Regions from separate parts of the Mus musculus genome. Here region 1 is linked to region 2. Evidence: chromatin contacts called from public HiChIP or PLAC-seq data. All regions are on one chromosome and are shown on one strand. The core of a region is the stretch at or near the end of the contact, and the rest is flanking DNA. Distances in the headings are between cores, read along the strand shown.

What was found. HiChIP or PLAC-seq counts read pairs in DNA pulled down with a chosen protein or histone mark.
Region 1: a FOXA1 HiChIP or PLAC-seq map of pancreatic cancer cells shows a contact between it and region 2. The contact joins two enhancer-like sites. A contact is called at or near these places in 4 of 39 promoter capture datasets (the 3T3-L1 cell line, embryonic stem cells, liver and 1 more), 1 of 15 datasets of contacts at CTCF or cohesin (large pre-B cells), 13 of 484 Hi-C or Micro-C datasets (B cells, the C10 cell line, CD8 T cells and 7 more), 4 of 115 datasets of contacts at active chromatin or transcription factors (astrocytes, bone marrow-derived dendritic cells, double positive thymocytes and 1 more) and 4 of 9 other capture datasets (adipose tissue, embryonic stem cells, liver and 1 more).

What each region holds. Positions count from the first base shown.
Region 1 is chr11:120,896,650-120,899,544 of GRCm38.p6, reverse strand. Ccdc57 (coiled-coil domain containing 57) reads left to right here. Exons shown (of 19, transcript NM_027745.1): 8 at 1,578-1,736. Among named protein-coding and RNA genes, the nearest start is that of A430102A20Rik, 35 kb to the left of the region's middle. Within about 2 kb of position 1,369, at least 36 of the 459 cell types and tissues checked have an H3K27ac peak or open chromatin away from gene starts, as enhancers often do. A contact at or near this core is called in pancreatic cancer cells, where this site is marked.
Region 2 is chr11:120,702,808-120,705,791 of GRCm38.p6, reverse strand. It overlaps Aspscr1 (alveolar soft part sarcoma chromosome region, candidate 1 (human)), which reads right to left. Exons shown (of 16, transcript NM_026877.2): 11 at 2,127-2,189; 12 at 1,668-1,720. Among named protein-coding and RNA genes, the nearest start is that of Cenpx, 9.5 kb to the left of the region's middle. Within about 2 kb of position 1,696, at least 74 of the 459 cell types and tissues checked have an H3K27ac peak or open chromatin away from gene starts, as enhancers often do. A contact at or near this core is called in pancreatic cancer cells, where this site is marked.

The DNA.
Region 1 (2,895 bases), core at 120-2,619, 190 kb before region 2:
CTCATTGCTGTTCCTTTGCAGTGGCAGGGCCCTACAGAGCCTGGCTGCTTCCTGCCTCCTCTTGAAGCCTTAAACTAAATGACTTTGTGTTTTGACAGGGTCTCACTCTGTATAGTCCTGGCTAGCTTGGAACTCATAATCCTCCAGCCTTAGCTTCCTGGAATTATAGTGTGTCACATCCAGGCCAGCCTGGTCTACAAAGTGAGTTCCAGGACAGCCAGGGCTACACAGAGAAACCCTGTCTCAAAAAAACCAAAAAAAAAAGGGGGGGGGGGGTTACTACTACAGACAGGGCATTTCCCTGACAGTAGAAAACAGGGCAGGGTGACATGTATCTGTAATCTCAGAGCTCTTAAGGTGAGGCCAGCCTAGGCTGCTAACTGAAACCCCATCTCAAAAGAACATGTTCAGAAAACCCAAATTTGAATCTCTCTTCTTACTTGTGGGGAGTTTGGTGACCAGTCCACCTCTGTCCAGCATGTGCTGGCATTCTGTGACAACCTCAGTGCTCAGTGCTTGCCCTCTCGGTGGGTTTGCACACATGTATGATTAGGATAAAGACACAGGTTTGCTAGTGGCATGTCTGCTCCACTTGGAGCAGTCAGAGTCTACTGGTCTTCACTGTAAGACGGCAGTAGTCATACTGGCAGCTAAGTCAGGCCACGTGTTGGGGAAAGGAGGTAGAATGTGAAGGAGGCCACAGTGGACACAGGTCACTGGACCAGGTGTTTCTGTGCTGACCCTGGGAATGCCGGCCTGGGAAGCAGCCTGGTGAGAAGTGTTGCTGAGGGCATTTCCAGGAGCATTTCCTCAGTACCAGACACCGGCTCAGAAGGCAGAGTCAGGTGGGCTTGCCCAAAGTGACTGAAAGTGGCTGCCTCGTGTGTCCTGTTTTCAGTACTCCCAGAGCGTGTGAGATGTGGCACAGTGGCTCTCCATGCTGTTCCAGGGCAGGTTTGAGACTCAACACCTGGCTCTTGATTCAGGGCAGCTACTCACCTTCTGCTTGTCATGCCCACACGGGACAGCCCATCAGCACAGAGCCCCAGAAGGTCTGTTCCCAGGGGTGTGGTCTTTGGTGCACCGTGTGACAAAGGCAGGTTTTCCGTGAGCAGGGATGGTCTTGGTTAGATGGCCTCTCCTGAAAGTGTCACTTGATGTGTGTTTTTTGGGAAAGCTTGCGTGTTTGGGCGGTTTGCCCAGCAACACTTGACTGTCAAGCTAATGTGTGGCCTCTAGAGTCTTCTTGAAGTGTGTTAGGTGCTGGACTGGGCACAGTGAAAGATGCAGAGGTGACTCACCAGCAGCACTTCCTCAGTCCCACAGGCTGTGTGTACAGATCACCTTTCCCCCTTGCGTAATTTGGCCCTTTATAGTCAATTAGTTAACAGTAGCTTGGCTGGCTGCTGGATGTTTCTTCCTGAGTAGAACCATGGTCTTAAATTAGGCAATGGTTTGCCTTCTAATGTGGCTTTTTGAGAGGGCTGGCCAACTGTGTGTGTGCTCCTCTGGGTCTGTATGGGAGCACGAGAGAGAACAGGAGACGCTCACTGCACTCCCAAACTCTTCCCGTGCAGATTTCGTGAAGATGCGGCAGCTCTGAAAGCTGCCTGGGACGCCCAGATCACGCAGATGTCCAAGGAGACTGTCTCCAAAGACTTTCAGATTCACACGCTGCAGGAAGAAGAGATGAAGCTCAAGGCACAGGTGGCCAGATTCCAACAGGACATAGACAGGTACCATTCCCAAGGCAGTCACCCATGCTGAGTGTTTCCTGCAGACAAGAACCATTACAGGTCCTCAGGATTGAAACCACATCAAACAAACTTGGCCCTGCATTCCCTGGGGGAGGAATGGTCAATGGTTTGAAAGCAGATCGTGGTGGTAGTAAGGACAGCAAACATCCAAGCCCAGAGGGCATGTCCAGAGACTTTGGGATGAGGAGATCAAGGAGAGCAGCCAAGGGCTGGTGTGGTGGCGAGCAATGTCCACCTTCCTCTGCCATCAGCTTGCAGAAGCAGACAGAGTACCATGATTTCAAGGCCAACCTGATCCCCATAACACTGCAGGACATCCATCTCTACATGGAGAGACCCTATCTCAAGGGAAAGAAAAAAGAAAGAAAGAAAGAAAGAAAGAAAGAAAGAGAGAGAGAGAGAGAAAGAGAGAGAAAGAAAGAAAGAAAGAAAGAAAGAAAGAAAGAAAGAAAGAAAGAAAGCAAGCAAGCAAACAAAACCCACCATGCTTGTCTCTCCTGTTGATTGTAGTAACTTACACTTGGTGAAAGCAAGGGCCTGTTCTTACAGTGTCATCAAGTCAGACGATGTAATCCAGATGGACACACACATCCACACCCTCCACTCTGTCTCATCCAGACCCCTCAGCTCTGTGGCCAGCCCTGACCACCCTGGGGAAGGGCCTTTGTGGACTGGACTTCTGAATGGCGGCCATAATATGGCTTTTGATCCTAGCTTCTTTGGATTTATCACTGGTTTGTGTTTGTTTGTTTGTTTTGTTTTGTTTGTTTGTTTTTAAGATTTATTTATTTATTATATGTAAGTACACTGTAGCTGTCTTCAGACACTCCAGAAGAGGGCACCAGATCCCATTACAGATGGTTGTGAGCCACCATGTGGTTGCTGGGACTTGAACACTGGACCTTTGGAAGAGCAGTCGGGTACTCTTACCCACTGAGCCATCACACCAGCCCTGTTTGTTTTGTTTTGTTTAGGTTTTCCTCTGATTTTTTTTTCTGTCCATTTTGGTACTTTGATCTCCTCTGTCCACTTTGTCCCTGTCCCTGGTTCCTGTAATCTTACTGCCTGTCAGTGGATAGCAAAGGCTTCTTATGACACTGGTCATTTGATGGCCTCCCCTTTACCTTAGACCAGCCTC
Region 2 (2,984 bases), core at 447-2,946:
AGGCTCCCAGGACCACTTAGAGCCCAGGGGGAGGAATGAGGGTTGCAACTGATCAGCAATTCCCAGAATACACCTACGGGGCATGGAAGGCAAGACCTCGCCAAGCTTCAGAAAGCACAGCAGGCCAGGTGGGGCTGGGCATAGGACCATAGGCTTTTCCCTGCCTTGCCCTTCTTCCTTCCCTATGGCACCAACAAAATACTACTCATCTCCTAAACCTTGAGCAAGGGGGTGGCTGGGGACAGCGGGGGGCCTAGGGCTCAGGCCCAGAAAATTCACAGTGCAGGTGGGGCTCTGCACCCTACCTCTCTGTGGTTTAGTTCTCCCTGCCCCCATGCCCTCCGAAAGCCCCTGCTCTCCTGGGCTACTGGCATCCCACATAGTCTAATGTAGACCACCCCTGGGCAGCAGAGCCCAGCCCTGCCAAAGACAGAGCTGTGAACGCTGCAGCTTCAAGGGCTGCTGCCTGCTCACCTACGGGAGGGGAGCGGGCTTCTTTCCCTCAGCAGCAGGAAGGGATGCCACCCCTTGGGAGGCCCCGTGGCTCCAGACAGAGCTGACAGATGAAAGGAGACGGCTGCTGGTAGCAGGGGCAGAGTGTCACCAGGAATCAGGCAGAGGCGGGTGAGAGGCACACTGGGGCTTGGGGAGGGGGCATGTGAACCCAGACTAGGGGAGGGGCCTGGGCACTGGCCTCAATCCCAAAGCATCTTACAGATTCAGTGTTTATCAACACACTGGCCAGGGAGGTAGGGAGGGGCAGAGATGAAGAAAGAGAGCTGGCGCCTGGAGGTTCATAAGCCAAGAAGGGGATCATGGGGTCACAGGCCTGCTCTGGGACACCTCCTTGCTTTCCCTTACAGCAGAGCCATGTGGCTGCACTTCCCTAAATGTACAGTCCCTGGTGAGCTTCCAGCTTGTTCCTTGCCCTGTCTCACCCCAATGGTGGCAGTTCTAGGCAGCCAGTGGAGCCTGTCACCCCCAACCCAGACTTTTGTAGAGGCCTTCAGGCACCTCTGTTGTTAATTAAAATATCTAAAGACTTTGAAAAGGAAACCATTAGACTAGAGGGACTAAGGAGGTCCCAGATGCTGGGGGGGGGGGGGGGAATGGGAAGACAAGGCATTCATTCCAATTGGCTCTGCAGGGTGCAGGGTCAAGTAGTGTCTGCCTCTGGAGGCCCCGTGGAAAAGCCTGGGGCCAACTACACACTCCTACCTGAGACAGGCAGGAGATCTAGGGAAAGAGGCAGAGATGACAGCTAAAGGCAGCTAAGGACCCCGGGAGACCCCAGCCCTCCTGAGGCCTGGTACCACTCCTAGACCAGGCTGCCAAGGCCTCTTCCTCACCCAGAGGCTAAGGAGCTGGTGTCATACAGCAGCCCAGGGGCCAGGACCTCCAGACGGCCCCAGCTGAGGACAGCAGGCCAGCTAGTTGGGCAGGCCCATCCCCACCCCGGGGCCAGGCAGGAAGCGGAGGAGGCTGGAAAGCCCTGTCAGAAACAACTTCAGAGGCGCACTGCTCCCTCTGAATTCACCGGCTCTAAAAGGCTTTATTACCCACCACAGCGCCTGCCAGGGCACTCCTTCCCAACCCAACCGCAGCATGGCGCCCTGCCCTCCCAGTACAGTCAGCCCAGCAACGCCCTCCCGTGAGGAAAGCAGTACCTGAAAGAGAGTCAGCGTGTGGTCATCCAGGACCATTTTGGGTGGAGCGATGACTGTGGAGAGAGGGGGCTGTCTTTTAGGACACTGGTAGGCCCCATGTGTCAGGGCAGACAGACCTCAGTAGGACTTGTGAATCACATCTCAGGTCACAGGCTGTCCACCCACCTCTGCTGCTCACAGGGGTCCTCGTCACCCTGGTGACAACCCTGTTCCTGGATCCAGTCCCCCTTGCAGCTTGAGTCACAGGGTGAGACTGGGAAAAAGGCCAAACTGGGGAGCTGGGCACTGATATCAGCTCCCTGCAAGGGACCCAGGATTGGAGAGCTAGACAACTTGGCTCCTAGAGCAAAAGCTATCTTAAATCCCATCCCAGAGAGAAGGTCACACTTTGCAGACTAAAACGAGGGAAAAAGGGTCGTGCCAGATGGAGGCAGGGCCAGCTGAGGAACAGAGACTTACATAGGTAAAAGGAGAGCTCGGGGTTCCCCAGGTGGCTCCTAACAAAGTCTCGAAGATCCCCCACTGTGGAGAAAGGGGAACACCACTCATTGTTCAAGGTCCTGCTGGGAACCTAGGGACAATGAGCGCCAAAGGTATCCCCAGCAATGCAGGCTCAGCAGCCACCCTGTTGGTGGTAGATGCTAAGCCCTGGATGTGAGGACTCCGTAGTGCATCCCACTATCCTACATGTTCAGCGAGGTGGGAACCACAGTACAGACCACTTCTAGGATCCCCATCCTGATGCAAGCGAGGCCTGCCTAATGACAGCATCCCTGGTCCCTCTTGAGGACCCAACTCCTCAACCTGAACCCTGCCAGGATAGGAACCCCTCAGGCCTAGAACTATTTCATCTTCACTGTCTTAAAACAGACCACCAGGGGCTGGAGAGATGGCTCAGTGGTTAAGAGCGCCGACTGCTCTTCCAGAGGTCCTGAGTTCAATTCCTAGCAACCATATGGTGGCTCACAACCATCTGTAATGGGATCTGGCGTGTCTGAAGACAGCTACATTATTCACATACATGAAATAAATAAATAAATCTAAAAAAAAAAATTTAAAAACAGACCACCAGGTGGGCATGGTGGCGCATGCCTTCAATCCCAGCACTCGGGAGGCAGAGGAGGCGGATTTCTGAGTTCGAGGCTAGCCTGGTCTACAGAGTGAGTTCCAGGAGAGCCAGGGCTACACGAGAAACCCTATCTGGAAAACCCAAAAAAAAAAAAAAAAAAAAAAAAAAAAGGAAACAAACAAAAAACCAGACCACCAAGGTCTGCTCCATCTCTGGTGGCTTTGATGGCTCCTTCTCAGAGGCTTTCC